2 separate regions of the Mus musculus genome follow, and region 2 is linked to region 1. A link is a contact called in public HiChIP or PLAC-seq data. All regions are on one chromosome and are shown on one strand. The core of a region is the stretch at or near the end of the contact, and the rest is flanking DNA. Distances in the headings are between cores, read along the strand shown. Region 1 overlaps Osbpl10 (oxysterol binding protein-like 10). Region 2 has its middle 100 kb from the start of Gm39447.

Region 1 (7,674 bases), core at 1,352-3,851:
CTGGCTTGGATGCCCAGTCTCCGGCACTGCCAAATACATGCATCTGTTGGTCGCACCATGGCGATTGGAGCTTTAGCTGACTGAAGTCCTTTCTATGTCAAATCTTGACGGTCTGTTCATTGTGGGTTGGTTTTACGTTAATTTTAAAGTACAGCATATTAAAGCATCACTTATCACAATTCCTGAGCTGTTTCCGCATTAATGTACGCACATGCATCTATAGTTCTGTATGTGTGCGCACACATACGCACATACACGAGTGTGCACTCCCACAGGTACATGTAAGCATGATGGTCAGAAGACAGTTGACGGGGTTTGGTTCTCTCTACCATGTGGCTCCCAGGGACCAAGTCAGGTGATGAGCCTTGGCAGCAAATATGTTTACCAGTGAGCCACCCCAGAGTCTAATTCCTGAGTTTTGGGGCACTAGAATTCTCTGCTCCGGCCTGTTGTCTCATTGGTTTTATCTGAGCCCTGAACTGATAATTTTTCTAAACATAATGATATATCTCACATCACAAAGTGATTGAATTAACCATTGGCATGTAGAAAAATATCATACTACTATGAAGAGTGCCAACAGACAAGTGCTTGCCACACAAATGTGAAGCCCTGAGTTCAATACCCAGCACAGCCACATGGATACAACATACACACATAGGGATAGCCCACACGTAACGTCCCCAAAATAGTGTCTAGTGAGCAGGGAGCTCAAGCGTGCCTTGTCTTCCTCACTAACTTATCCTGGCTGGGATAAGTACAAAATATAGGTTCAAGAAGGCTTATGCCGGGCGGTGGTGGCGCACACCTTTAATCCCAGCACTCGGGAGGCAGAGGCAGACGGATTTCTGAGTTCGAGGCCAATCTGGTCTACAAAGTGAGTTCCAGGACAGCCAGGACTATATGGAGAAACTCTGTCTTGAAAACCAAACAAACAAAAAAACCAAACAAACAAAAAAGAAGGCTTGTTAAAAACAAAACAAAAGCATATACAACACAAACTGCCTTTATGGTTTATGCATTCTCCAAAATCTCAAAGGCAGGATAAGAGAAATACAGTTTTTGTAGCAAAAAAATAAAAACAAAACAAAACAAAAAAAACCAACCAATATGGAATGTGGATCAAAACCCACCAGGTACATATCAGAGTGAGGGTCTCCAGGTTAACAGTGAAAGAACAGCCTGCATCCTTCTTTCTCTCTTTCTTTTCCCTTTTCTGAGCCAGGCTGGTTTCAAACTCACAATCCTCCTGTCTCCCAAGTGCTGGGATCTCAGGTGTCTCCTGGGAGCCTCAATGTGCTGAGTGTCACCAGCCCTCTGACCAGTGATGTCCCCAGGAAGCCTCTCCCGCTGGTTCCTGGTGACCTCATCTCTCAGGTTCAATAAACCATCTCGGGGTTTCAGAGTCAGGCTGTAGCCTTCAAAGTGGATAAAAGTGTGAGGCGTATCTGGGGCAGAAAGCCAGTGTTCCTAACTTGTATGTGTGTAGAGGAATGGAAATGGTACCCGTGCATGCAGAGACCGTTGGAAATGGTGTGCACACGTGTGTGCAGAGGCCACAGGAAACTTCCGGGTGCCAGTCCTCAGGTGCTGCCATCTTGTGTTTTTGAAACAGTGCATCTCTCATTTGGCCTGGAACTTGCTGACTGAACTAGCCTGGTTGGCCAGCCCTGGATCCTTCCCGTCTCTACCTCCTCCATCCAATGCTGGGATAACAAATGCATGAGGTGCCTGGCAGCAAGGCTTTTCCCACCTTTCTTTTTAACCCGAGTTTGAGGACTGAACTTGGGTCCTCACACTTACATGATAAGCACTGTATTGAAAGAACCATCTCCTGGTCCCTGGCTACCTGCCTTCTTTATGGAAAAATTGCCACTCAAGAACTTTGTTTTGACTGATTAGAAAGCTCACCCACCTGAAACACACCTCGAGGTTAGCTCGTAGCTTTTCCTACCTATCTTACTGATGGGCATGATCTCATTTCTCATTGTCTTAAAGCCATATAATAAAAGTGACTGGCAGTGGGCAGTTTTGCCAGAAGGAGGGAGCAGACAGAAAAGGCAGGCACTGAGTGGAGGAGGAGGAGAAAGGGAAGTGGGCACCAGGAAAGCCCAGGATAGCCATGAGCATCACCTGTCACCATTTCCAGTGGGACATGCCTATCAGCAGCACTTTCCAGGAATCTTAGGAGAGGAGGAGAATGTTCTAGAACATGAGAGAGGGACTATGGACCTTCTACCCCAGCTCTCCCGGTACCTGATTTGCTTCAGTCCTTATTCAGGCCCACCCATGTGAGGAGTGGGTGTGGCCTCCGCCCCAAGATGGCGCCCAGGACGGCTGCCAGGTCTTATGACCTGCATCTGACTTCCTCATTACCTCAGACTTAGCCACATCCCAGCTGCCCGCACTGCGCAGACGCCATGCCTCGTCAGCTCGCCTGAGGTGTTGTCACTTGCTGTGAACCAATGGACTGCCGTTTTGGGACTGGGGTGATTGGGAGGAGTCAGTAGGGTATTTAAGGCGCGCCCCGGGGTTGTTCCAGGGATTCCTGCATTGCAATGCCAAGTGTTCCTGAATAAAACCTGCTTGTAGAAGGACAATGTGGTGTTACATCTTTCCTGCTGGTAGGGGTGGATGTGACACACCCAAGTCACCGTCCTGACAGAGCTAGCCCTAGCACCTCATTTCCCAAGCCCACTTTGCGCCCAGCAGGCTGGAGATCCAGCTCTGACTCAGAAGCACACTGAGCGGTTACAGCCCTTGCTGGGAGCTGGATCTCCACTCCCTGAACAGTGAGCCTGGAAGTAAGTAACCAACAAGAAAGAGAACAAAGTCCTTTGAACCCCAGTCCCTTCAAGTTTCAATTCCCCTCCATGCTGAGAACCCAAGTGCAGTCCCAGCTCCAAGCTCCTGGCCGTGTCTGCTCACTTTTTATGTAGATCTAGGGCTGGTGAAAGACAGACTCGCAGCCCCTCCTGACCAGGCACATGTCCCCATTGAGCTGATGGTGAGGAATGGAGAGAAAACTGCACGCTTCAAGCCTTGACTGAAAAGCCCAATCACTTTATTCTTCCTTGCAAACCTCTCTAAAAAACATTCGAGATGCCCCACCCACACCCCACCCCCCCCAGAGACGGTCCTGGGAGTCAGGTTGCACAGGAGGGAGCAGGTACGTATGCCTGGGACAAAAGATGGACCAGAGTGTGACATCTTTAGATAATGGCGCCTCAGCCAACCAGATTCCCAGAAGACGCTCAGAAACCTTTCAGGACATGAACTACTCTGATATCACAAGGGGCAGGGGTAGATATCAGTAGAGTGTTTGCCTAGCAGGCACAAAGCCCTGGGTTCGGTTCCCAGTACTGAATAAAGTATGGCGCTTCTATTCCCAATGGTTGGGAGGTAGAGGCAAGAAGACCAGGAGTTCAAGGTCCTTGGCCATGTCTGAAAGTCTGTCTTTAAAATTAGTGTTCACTGTTTTAGAAACCATAGGTAGGAACGTGTAAGTCTTGAGAGTTGGGAGCGGAGGAGACGAGTCACCTATCAAGTTTCAGGCTCCCTCCCACTAATCGAGTCACGTGTGACGGCACAGTGGTGAGCTAAGATGCCTTCCAGCTTCTGGCAGGGTTTTCTGACAAAATGGTCATGAAGGATGGGTGGGGGCCGGGGAGACAGCTCAGTGGATGAAGTGCTTAGTGTAACCTCGAGGGCTGAGTCTGACCTCTACCACCCGTGTTAAAATTAAAAAGCAGGTACGCTCAAGAGTTTGAGAAGGCAGACACAGGTAGGTCCTCAGCCACCCTGTCTGGACAAGCTAGTCTACTGTACTTTTTAAAAAAATATTTATTTTTAATTAAGTGTATGTATATGGCACAGGAGGGAGCAGTATGGTGGATACATGCATTTGAGTGTAGGCATCTGTGGAGGCCAGAGGGGAGTGTCAGATTCCTGGGGCTGGAATTACAGTCAGCTGTGGGCCACGTGATGTGGGTGCTGGGAACCTAGCTCTACCAAGTGCTCTTAACCCTGGGCCGTCGCGACACTGCCCCCATACTATTCTTATAACCTTTCTGAAGCCTGAAATCATTTATTTATGAGGTTTGGGTTTTGGTTTGTCTTGAGACAGAATATTGAACCATCTTCCCTCAAGTTATTTTTGTCTTTAGTGTTGAGTTTAACCTTCAGTGATGTCTTTCTGCCTGCTGACTACTTACTCGTCAGATAGAACTGAATTCTCTTGGAGCCATATGTTCCTGCCTCTGGCTTTTGGAAGAGGAACTAGCAATGTTTCTGGAATGTTCTTCAGCATGACCAGCCCCATGGGAGGCCTGCATGACACTGTCCCTAGAGGGACTTGCATAAACCTATCCTTTAGAGGGAGTGAATAGGACAGAGAGGAGAGGTCACATGTAGCGTCTGTCATCCATTGTGGCTGCTAAACCGTGGAGGATGAATGCCATGGAAACACTGGGTGGAGGGTACCCGGTGACAGCTCTGAAAGGTGGTGTGCTGAGGATGGGAGTTACAGACAGAATAAAACATCAGGACCAGGCTGCCAGATCTGCAAGGACACTTGACAGCCTGTGGATACACACTGGGTGCATTTTTATAGGATTGGTACACCACTGGGGAGGAGGGACAGAAACTTAGCTGGACTGAAGGATAGCTGGGTGGATAGAGAAAATGTAGGGCATGGTGGTCCATACCTACAACTACCATACTAAGAATGCTGAGGCAGGAGGATCACCATCAGATCAAGGCTAGCCTAGGCTACGTAGTGAGTTCAAAGCTGCCCTGGACTACATGTTAACATCCTATCTCAGGAAAGTAAGAAGGAATGAATGGGTGGGATGGGATGGAGGCACACACATGCAAACAGGAAGAACGCATGGGATGAGATGCACACATGTAATCACACATGTAACTACACATGTGTGATGAGGACAACTGGACCAGCTGCAGGGAAGGGGGGGTGCCAGGAGTCCAGCACTCACCTGAGGCGCCTGGCTTGTGGCTGGGTGGCGCCGCCTGGCGCACACTCTGCTGGAGCAGGCTGAGGCACTCCCCAAGACAGCTGAGGGTGGCGGCAGAGGTAGCCTTCAGGAGAAGCAGGTCCTGGTCCAAGGCAGTGAGAGGGCCCGAGCCTGGCAGGGACTCAATGGCATGCACGAGGTTCTTCTGCTGGCCTTCCACCTGGTTCATCATCTAGAAAACAAGGACCTGGAGATGAAGGGAGGCTTGCTTTCATGAGGCTCCACACCCGCAGGGAGCTTTGGAGCTGGACAGAGGCAGCAGGCTCTGCCTACAGGGAGCTCTTTGCATGCTTGGCCTTTGCAGTGCCTGTGTCTGGGTCCATCCATTTATGTCCCAAACACTGACCTGAAGAGGGCGTTAGAATGCCACCAGAGCTAAAAGGGATGTCAGGGCCATCAGGTAGTACTTTGCAGGAATTCAAGAAATAAGTCAATAGTCATTACATTAAAACCAGAAGCCCTGGACTAGGGAGAGAGTTCAGTTGGTAGAGTCCTTGCCTGGCATACACAAAGCCCTGTGTTCAATCCACAGCCTCATATAAAACATGCCACACCATGCCTAAAATCCCAACACTAGGAAGGTAGAGGCAGGGGGCGGGTCAGAAGTTCAAGTTCATTCTCTGCTATGTGGTGAGTTCAAAGTCAGCCTAGACTATGAGGTGCCTTTTTTAAAAACGCAAATCTTTGTAACCCCCCTCAACACTCTGTTTCTATGGATGGCTCTCCCTCTCCGAGCAAGAGTTGTCTCTCGATTCTCTTCCAGCTCCAGTTGGTCACTTCTAAGCACTGCCCTCCCCAAGCAGCGTGGAAGGGAGCTGAGGTGAGAAAAGTCATGGTAAAGCCACTGCCACACCATTCCACTCCATAAAACGACCACAGAGGGCACAACTTTCTGTCACCATGGAAGACATGGGGAAGAAGAGGCCAGCTAGGAATAGTAGACTCAGCCCATAACAAAACTTCAGGAAACTGCCTCATGGCCTGCCTTCAGTTGGCCAGCTTATCACAAGGCAAACAGCAGCCTGACTGTGTCTCTGAATGGCATATCAAGTAGAGAGCACTCCACCGGGAGCTAGCGGAGGACTAGCGGAGGACTCAACGGTTATCTTGTGTCATTTGGGCCCCTTGTGTTTTACAGCTCATCACATTAAACAGGACAATGCATGTAAAGTGGTAAGCACCCCATCAAAAGGATAATTAGTCATTCCTCGAATCGGGTGAGAGCGGCAGCCCAAGGTCATGGGGCTGCTAACACAGAGCCATCCATTATCTGTGCTGTAGACACTGGGCCATTGCTCTTTGGGCTTTCCCGCAAAACCTATTCTTGGCTTAGAATGACATTCCCTGCTCTGTCCCTGTCAATTCAGGAGGATTCCTGTCACCAGCATGACGGGTCCAGCAGTCGGTGTAGAGCTCTGGACCTGAACCCACCACTCTCTGGTGTTATGTTGCCATGGGCTCCTGAGGTTGAACACTTGGTCCCCAACTGGTGATGCTGTTACGGGATTTGAGGGACCCTTCTGGCAGAGAGCCCAAGTTGGAAGAAGTAGATCATTAGGGTGTGGGCCTGGGGCGGGGATGGGGTGCATAGTCCAATCTGCTGCTGGTTCTCTGAACGGTAAGCAAATGGCTGTCATCGCCCCCACTGCCACACAGCTGTCCCCATGTCTTCACTGGCATCGTGGACGCCTCACACCATGAGCTAAAATGAACCCCCCTTCCCTTATGTGTCTTCTTGTCAGATAGTTTGTCACAAAGAAAAGTAAAGTGGTAAATATGCCAAGCCTGGGCTCCCCGCCATGTTTGCTTTGAAAACAAATGGTATTTTCTATTATTTGTGTAGAAGTGTGCTTTAACAAAAAAAAAAAAAAAAAAAAAAAAAAAAACCCTCATCTGAACTGGGGGGAGATGCTCAGCCAGTCAGTCCAATGCTTACTGAGTAAGGTTGCGAACTTGAGTTTGATTCCTAGAAGCCACATCAAGAAGTGAGTCCCTGCAACCATAGGACGACCAATCCCTAGAGCAAGCTGGCCGGCCAGCCCAGGCTAACTGGCAAACCTGAGGTTCAGTGAGAGACCCTGTCTCAAAGAGTACACTAGAGAGAGATTAAAGAAGATACCCAACGTTGACCTTCAACCTACACACACACACACACACCACACACACACACACACACACACACACACCACACACACACACACACACCACACACATGCACACAGACATACACACAGGCACACACACAGGCACACACACCACATACATGCACACAGACATACACACAGGCACACACACAGACACACACACACAGACATGCACACAGACATGCACACAGACATATACACAGGCACACACACAGACACACACATACACATAGACACACACACACACACACACACACACCACACACATGCACACAGACATACACACAGGCACACACACATGCACACATACGCACACATACGCACACACACACACAGAGCATGTTCTCTCTACACATACATGAAATTTTAATTTCATGAGATGTTGTTTTTAATCATTCACGGTCATAAAAACACCACAGAGATCCAATCTGGACGCCACCGATGCCCTCCCCACCCCCTACCCCCCACCCACTCCCCCGCCTTCACTTTACTGTACA
Region 2 (7,674 bases), core at 3,538-6,037, 380 kb before region 1:
CAAAGAGAAAGGGAACATATTCAATCTCACTTCTTTCTATCTGATTGCCCTTTACTTCCAAAGCTCCCAGGCCCAACACTTATCTATCCAAGGTCACAGCTCACAGAGGGGCCTCTCAAACTACCAGGCTGCAGAAAGTTTCAGAGTAGGTGACAGAAAAAGGCAGAATAGAAGGAACTGGTTACATAGACAAAGGAGATGAAAATGAGACAACGGAATCTGGCAGGTCAGTGTTGAAATCGTGAGGCAAACAAGGAGTGAGCAAGAAACAGCAAAAGGAGACATCAGGGGCCATTAACTGTGGTTCACAGGCCAAATGCACCCTCGCCTGTTATTTACAGCTATGCTTCTTTACTGCACAGTAATTATGTATGGCTTCATTCAAGGTACGGAGGCAAATCTGAGTGCTTATGGGTGCTTATGGCATTGACCTGGTGTCTCTGAAAGCACTAGGTTCACAAGTTGGTCAGACTCTGCCCAGTCTGGTCTGCTTGTTCTCAGTAGACTGGATAACTCATGTTCACTCTGTCTTGCTCTTTACACAGAAGAACAACGGCTGCATGTGGGGAAACAGGAAGATGACAAAATACTTACCTCATGACAACAAAACTTTTCTTTCATGACTATCGTCTCAACTGTCTGCCTAAGAATCAATCATGTTAAAGCCCTGCATTCATATCATATTCATCCTCTGTCCCTTTCCCCCTCTCTTCCCCCTCTTACACACACACACACACACACACACACACACACACACACTTAACCCATCTGTCGTTGCAATGGTATTGGAGATGAGGGCTGGAAAGGGTTTGAATGAAGACTTAAGAATGGGGCCATCCCATTATGGTTGGTTCCTTTGTATGAAACTGGATAGCATGTACGTTTATACAGCTTTTCAAAGTTCATCCCTAGAAGATGTCCTCTCACTCTCCTGCCTCCACGGTGGGCTGTCTTCTTTGGATACTATGATGATTCTACACTATTCAGGCATTTAGTTAGCCAGCCATGTTCCCTCGTTCAGCCTTCCTCAAGGAAAACATGTGCTTTTTCAGGACCCCTCCCTGCTTCTGTCTGCCTGAGAAGAAACACTGAGAAATCAGCCTGCCTTCAGAAGTCCTCCCGATGGCTCCGGAGTCACTGCTCTCATGCAGGACAGAGTCTTTTTGCAAATGGATGACCAGGAAATACAGTTGTTCTAGCCCCCCTCTGTTCTACGCTAGGGCAGCTGAGCTGCCTAAGGCTTTCAATCGTGTCAGACCCCATCCTGGACAACTGAGTCCTTGTGGCTTGAGCTGTGGTACCTCCTCCTTCTCTCAATTCTGTAACCAGGACCTGCCATTTCCTAGTTCCAGGAAAGTTGTTTCTTCCTCCTCTTCCTCCCCATCCTCCTCTTTTTTTTTTTTTTTTAAGGAAAGCAAAATCTCACGTAGCTCATGCTGGCCTTGTTGATCCTCCTGTTCCCATCTTCCAAATGCTGGGATTGCAAGCATGGACGACCATGTCCAATTGGGATTACAAGTATATACCGCTATGTCCAGCTGGAATTACAAGCATGCAACACCATGTCCAGTCTCCAATCATCAGTAATATGTCTCCCAAACACCTAGCCAGGAACCACTCAAAAACATCAGAACTGAAACATGGTGCTGGTTTGGGTTCTTCAAAGGCCGTGAACGGCTGTAGAAACACACCAATGCCCCCAAGACCTTTCTCTGTTCTGGGTCAGGTTTTAGACTCAGAGCCCTGAGAAAGAGCATCCAAGTGTCTAAAATGGCCAATGCCCAGGACTGGTAGGTTATTTTCCTCCAGCCTTAAGCTCTGTAGAGAATTCTGTTTCTCACAAGGCTAGTAACCATCTTGGGTGCCGTCATCTCCATTGGACTGGAAGGGTTCTAAGAGACTGTGCCTTCTCAGTAATTTAAAAAGCTGCCCTACATTCTGGATGAGGACAATAAGGGCCACGTTATGCTATGGCTTTTCAGAACACTGCCCTGCCTGTCCTAAAGAAAAGCAGGTGACTTGTCCCCTCCAGCCTCCTATATGCAAGCTCCAGAAAGCTTTGGTCCTCGCATAGACCAATGTTCTGTCTAAGAGTTTCCAAACTCTAAGTGTCTCCTAGAAACCTGTGTAACCAAGATCCCCACTTCCTTCCCTGTGGGAGACAGGTCGTGCTTGTTTAGCTGACATAACGAGCCAAGAGCTTTCTGTAAAAGGAGAAGCCCCAAAGTGGTGTCCAAGGCTGGGCTATCTGCCCATGCCTTGCCGCAATACACCCCTAAAATGTCACTGCAGGCTTTCTGGGATCTGGCCTTATGTGGAAAGTGACAGTGCCATGTAGCAATAAGGTAAGTCCAGTCAACACAACCTTTATTTTTTAATTCTGAAGAGCTATGGGCCATTTGTTATTTTTCTTGGAGAGGTTTTGGTCCTTGGAGTCTTTCTTTGCCGCACTTCCGGTCTCCCTGTCCGACTTGATATTATGGTTTGAACAGAAAATATTCCCCCAGGCGCATGCTTTTGAGCACTTGGTCACTGGCTATTGCTGCAGTTGGGGAGGCCGTGGGAAAGTTTAGTAGGGAAGGCCTGGTTGGCAGGAGTGAGGTAACAGGAAGCAGTCTTCGAAGGTTACATCTGCTCCTGGTTCACATGTAACCTCTGCTTCCTGTCTGATGCTGTGACTGAGAAGTAGCAACTGCCGCTCCTTCTGTCAGGGAGCATTCTGCCACGCCTTGCCACGCCTTGCCACGCCTTCCCACCCCTACTGCCAGCCTTCCCTCAGAAACTGTGAGCCAAAATAACCCTTTCTTTCCTAGACTGTAATTGTCAGAGGTGGTGACGTGATTGACGTGTTGGTATGTGACGTGACGTGATGACGTAATGGCATACTGACCTGACGTGTGACGTGGCAACGTGAACAATAACTTGCAGTGTTCTTTACAGCGAGGCATGTAGAGGAGGACTGTACGCAGGTTCGTGTGGAAGCGATAGGGCAGTGCCAGGCTTGTGTCCCAGAGCGGCCACCACGATTTAGAATTAGGTCTCTCCTATAAAGTTTGAGTGAAAGTTTAAAGGCGTGCTTAAATGTTTCTGCTCTGAAAGAGGATGAGAGAAAAAGTGGGAGTGTGAAGAGGTCAAAAGCCAAGGGGAAATGCAGGTAAACGGTCAATGAACATACTAATAAATATTACATTTTAGCATAGTCTGAGTTGGAAATGCAGATAGTCATAGTCTGAGTTGGAAATAGTGAGACTATTTTCTGCCCATCGCATTAGCAAATCCTGTTCTGCTTTCTAAAATATCAATACCAACGTTTACAGAGAGATCTGTGCATGGTGTGTGTACAGAGAATGTCGGAATCAGGCACTCATGGATTATGTATGGCAAAAATTTAAATTTTTTTACTTTCTAGAGATAATCTGGCAATATATTTTTTACATCCTATAATTTTCCATAAACTTTCACTCTAGAAATATAGCCTATGGAATTTTGTATCTGTGAATATAAATGCAGGACTCATGGGACTGTGATGGGTAACCCTGTGCCAACTTGGATGGATGTGGTTCACAGATATAGTGGTATTGCTGTGAGTACATTTTATGTGAGACTTTTTCATTCTGAGTATAACAGGTTGCCCTCACAATGTAGCTTAGCCTCATTTGGCTTAAGGAAAGCCTGAATGGAGCCAAAGATGACATTCTGGCAGCGAGAGACTCTGCCCAGATTTACAATGGATTTGAACTACAGCACTAGGCTATAGGCTGCTGGCCACCCAGTACATTTGCATTTCAAACCTTCATATCATACAAGTTGATTCATTAAACTCTAAATGTGCAGATGGACATTTGGATGGGTGGATGGAGAGAGAGAGAGGGAGGGAGAGAAGGGGGAGAGGGAGAGGGAGAGGGAGAGGGAGAGGGAGAGGGAGGGAGGGAGAGAGAGAGAGAGAGAGAGAGAGAGAGAGAGAGAGAGAGAGAGAGAGAGAGAGAGAGAGAGAGAGGACAAGTCCCATAGGTTGATCATCCAACCACCCCCACCCAAAGGAAGTGATAGGGCATAGGGCAGTGCTGGGTTTGTGTCCTAGAGTGGCTGCCATGGTTGAAAATTAGGTCTCTCCTGTAGAATCTGAGTGAAGATTTAAATGCATGTTTGAATGTTTCAGCTATGGAAGAGGATGAGAAAAAAAGTGACAGAGTGTGAAGAGGTCAAAAGCCAAGGGGAAATGCAGATAGATAGATAGATAGATAGATAGATAGATAGATAGATAGATAGATAGATAGATAGATTAAGGTAGGTAGATAGATAGATGATAGACAGATAATTGATATAAGACAGATTAGATAATAGATCATTGATAAATGATAGATGACAGTAGATAGATGATAGACAGATAGACATATAATATATATATGATATATATATATATATATATATAATATATATGATAGACAAACAATGTTTACATAGACATGCATCTTTTTATCTGTCCTTCCTGAGAACCCTGACTAAGGATCAGATAGAAAATCACCTCACTCTCCCCTCACCCCTACACTTCTAAATTACTCTATAGAATTGACTAACTCTGTCTGTCCCTGAGGGAAGGATGTTGACCTCTTCGCTGTTTGTGGCCATAGTCACATGTAAGCAGGTACCTTCCAGCCATAAACTAGGCTCCTCTCTGTTATGATGACTCCAGCCTGGGAGGTCACCTCAGTCTCCAGCTCCACCCCTCCTCCTCCAACTCCCCCGCCTTGCTGGGGCCTCCTCAGCCCTTCTAGCCAACCCCCAGGCTGCCTCCTGCTCCTAGGAGGCGGGGTCAGGAGAAAGAGAAACCTGTCCTGCCAGCAGTGAGATGGCATGGGCTTTGCTGAAAGGCAAGCCCAAGGGCTCCTCAAAGGCTGTCTCCCCACAGCTCAGCCTGCTTCTTTGCCTCCTCCCTCAGGCTTCAGCTCCCTGACTTCCAGCAGCCATTGTGCACAGACAGCACATTGTCCACCCATCCCCTCTCCCTGGCTTAGGCTTGTTCTCTCTCCGATGTCACCAGGACAGAGTACAAGATATTAACAATTCAGCTGTCCCTGTCCACGTGTGGTCTGAGTGCTCACTGTCTCAATTCTGGTTCTTCAAGGTGGACCTATGAAGTTCTTAGCGCGTTTCGAGAGGAAGCCAGCCTGTCTCTTGCCATAGGTATGGATCAGAGAGATCCCCAGGGAGACATACCCATTCAATACTCTTCTCCCGTATAGCACAATCACCCTCAATCCTCACGGGGGGGATTGGTCCCAGCTCCGCCCACCACAGGATTCCTAAATCCATGAATGCTCGAATTTCTTACATAAAATGGCTCTCTATGCACATCTTACCCACAGCCCAACCCTCCTCCCCGGTATCAACTCGTCTTCATGTGACTAATAACTTCTAATACAATGGAAATGCTATGCAAGTGGACAGTCAAGCCTGCTAGTGCTAAGCTCAAATGTCAGATTGTAAATAGTTGTGACCCACAGTTGGACCAGCGGATGTGGGGTCTCTCCTGTTCTCAGGTACGATCTCAGCTTCCTTTCAGTAAGTGCTTTAGGTAACCAGAGTTGTAGGAGACCTTGCAGTCCAGCGATCTTAAAGGAGTGGCCTAGCCACCTGCCACAATGCACTAATTAAAAAGACAAGGAGCTGGTGGGAAACAGAAAGAGAATTGAGCAGCATGTTTTGAGAGGATGAAGCGATGCATGACCTCATCCATCTTTGGGTTACTGACGTGAGCTGTAAGTTCCCACAGAGACAGAACTGGAGTACAGGGGAAAAAGGCAGATATGACTCAGCAGTCCTGGCTACTGTGTGTTCTGGTTGGTAATTACCCATGGTCTAGTTTTGCAACGTAGCCTAAAGCTGTCCTTGTTGCTTGAGGGGACAGGGTTGGCACTGCTCCAGGGTGCAACCTTACCCTCATGAATAACTGCTCTTATCTGTGGCACTGTCTTGTCTGGAAAAGTTCTGTTTGCTATGCCTGGACGCAAAGGTGACTGCAGGATTGGGATAATTACAGCAGATTGGTAGGGATCTTCTGGGATGTAAGGAGGTAAGAGGTAAGTAGGTCACTGCCAGAGAAAGGAAGGGCGGAGAAGCCAGGCATGCAGCCTGCATTTAGTTACCACAGGGGCCTGCGTGAGGCGTCAGTGTGTTTTAGGGCAAGCACTTCTAAGTGGCCACTATACACACAGGGCTACCTAGCCCCACTCAGGAATGCCAGGAAGCAAGGCTCTTACTCTAACCCTTTGAACAACCTCCAGGCACCAGAGGGCCGTCCCAGTTTGGCAGATGCTGAAAGGTTAGCCTCAGAGAAATTAACTCGATTTTCTAAGATCCCACAAGCAACCCTCAGCCAAGCATTCATTTCAACAATGACCCGTCTGTAGCTCACACTCCTGCATTACAGCTGTTAATGAAAATGATTAAGGGAGGCTTATCCTAAAATGACCTTTCATCTTCTCCCAAACCATCCCTTCATGTCCTCTGCTAGAGTAGGATACGGGCACAGTGAATACAAGTAGGGGCCAGAGTGGGGAGAACCCAGAAGGAACTGCCTGCTTGTGACGGAGCCCTGGTCCACCTCAGCTGAGATGCCCGACTCTTCCTGTCACTTCTGAGGCCACTCAGGATCTGCAAGACATCTGTTGAGAGCCCCAAGTTTTTGTGTTTGGAACAAAAGAGAGGACCGGGGATGGAGGGATAGTGAAGAAATAGTTTATTAAGAAAGCGAGGTTGAGCTGGGGCCGGGGTGGGGGGGTGGGGGTGGGGTTGGGGGGATGCACAGCTTTAATCCCAGCACTCAGGAAGCAGAGGCAGGAGGATCTCTGAGTTTGAAGCCGGCCTGGTTTAAAGAATGCATTCCAGGACAGCCAGGGTTACAAAAAGAAACTGTCTTGAAAAACAAAAACAAAAAAAAGGAAGGAAAGAAGGAAGTTACAAAGACAGACAGACAGATGGCCAGACAGACACACAGACAGACAAGAGAGTTAGAAGGTTGGAAGCACTACTGACAGCCCCTGGAGGGATGAGCCTCTTTAGGGGACTCAGTGCCAGCCTCCTCCCACCCTTGGAGATCCCCTGAGCTCTGTCCCCTTCACATAGAGGTGGTCAGGAGGGCTTTCTGGTCTTCTGACTACTGGCTTCTTTCATATGCTAATCTCAATGCCCCCCCCCCTCTCTCTCTCTCTCTCTCTCTCTCTCCCCCCCCATACCTGATTCTGGCACACAATACCTGCCTCCTACCCTGGTAGACATGAACAAAGGCTGAACCTTAGGAAGAGTCTATGAAAATCACCACCGAGGCTGGGGCAGGGAACTCAAAGGGTAAACACACTTGCTAAGTAGGAAAGAGGACCACAGTTCATATCCCCAGCAGCCACATAAAAGTGATGGCTGCGGTGGCCTGCCTGCAGCCCTAGCACTCAAGAGGTAGAGACCAACCAGGCATTCTGAGAGCAAGCTGGCAAACTTGTGTAGTCTCAGCTCCTTCAGCAAGAGACCTTGCTTGATGGAGCAAATACAGAGTGATCGAAGCCAACAGCAGTGTCTACCTCTGGTCTCTACGCCCTCTTATAATCATGCACACACACACACACACACACACACACACCACATACATGCAAACATGCATACGTGCATGTAGCATATACA

Evidence for each region. HiChIP or PLAC-seq counts read pairs in DNA pulled down with a chosen protein or histone mark.
Region 2: an H3K27ac HiChIP or PLAC-seq map of embryonic stem cells shows a contact between it and region 1, with 4 times the contacts expected there. The contact joins two enhancer-like sites. A contact is called at or near these places in 3 of 115 datasets of contacts at active chromatin or transcription factors (all in embryonic stem cells).

What each region holds. Positions count from the first base shown.
Region 1 is chr9:115,164,613-115,172,286 of GRCm38.p6, reverse strand. Osbpl10 (oxysterol binding protein-like 10) reads right to left here. Exons shown (of 12, transcript NM_148958.3): 5 at 4,995-5,205. Among named protein-coding and RNA genes, the nearest start is that of Gm4665, 18 kb to the left of the region's middle. Within about 2 kb of position 2,601, at least 13 of the 459 cell types and tissues checked have an H3K27ac peak or open chromatin away from gene starts, as enhancers often do. A contact at or near this core is called in embryonic stem cells, where this site is marked.
Region 2 is chr9:115,546,269-115,553,942 of GRCm38.p6, reverse strand. No RefSeq gene overlaps it. Among named protein-coding and RNA genes, the nearest start is that of Gm39447, 100 kb to the right of the region's middle. Within about 2 kb of position 4,787, at least 69 of the 459 cell types and tissues checked have an H3K27ac peak or open chromatin away from gene starts, as enhancers often do. A contact at or near this core is called in embryonic stem cells, where this site is marked.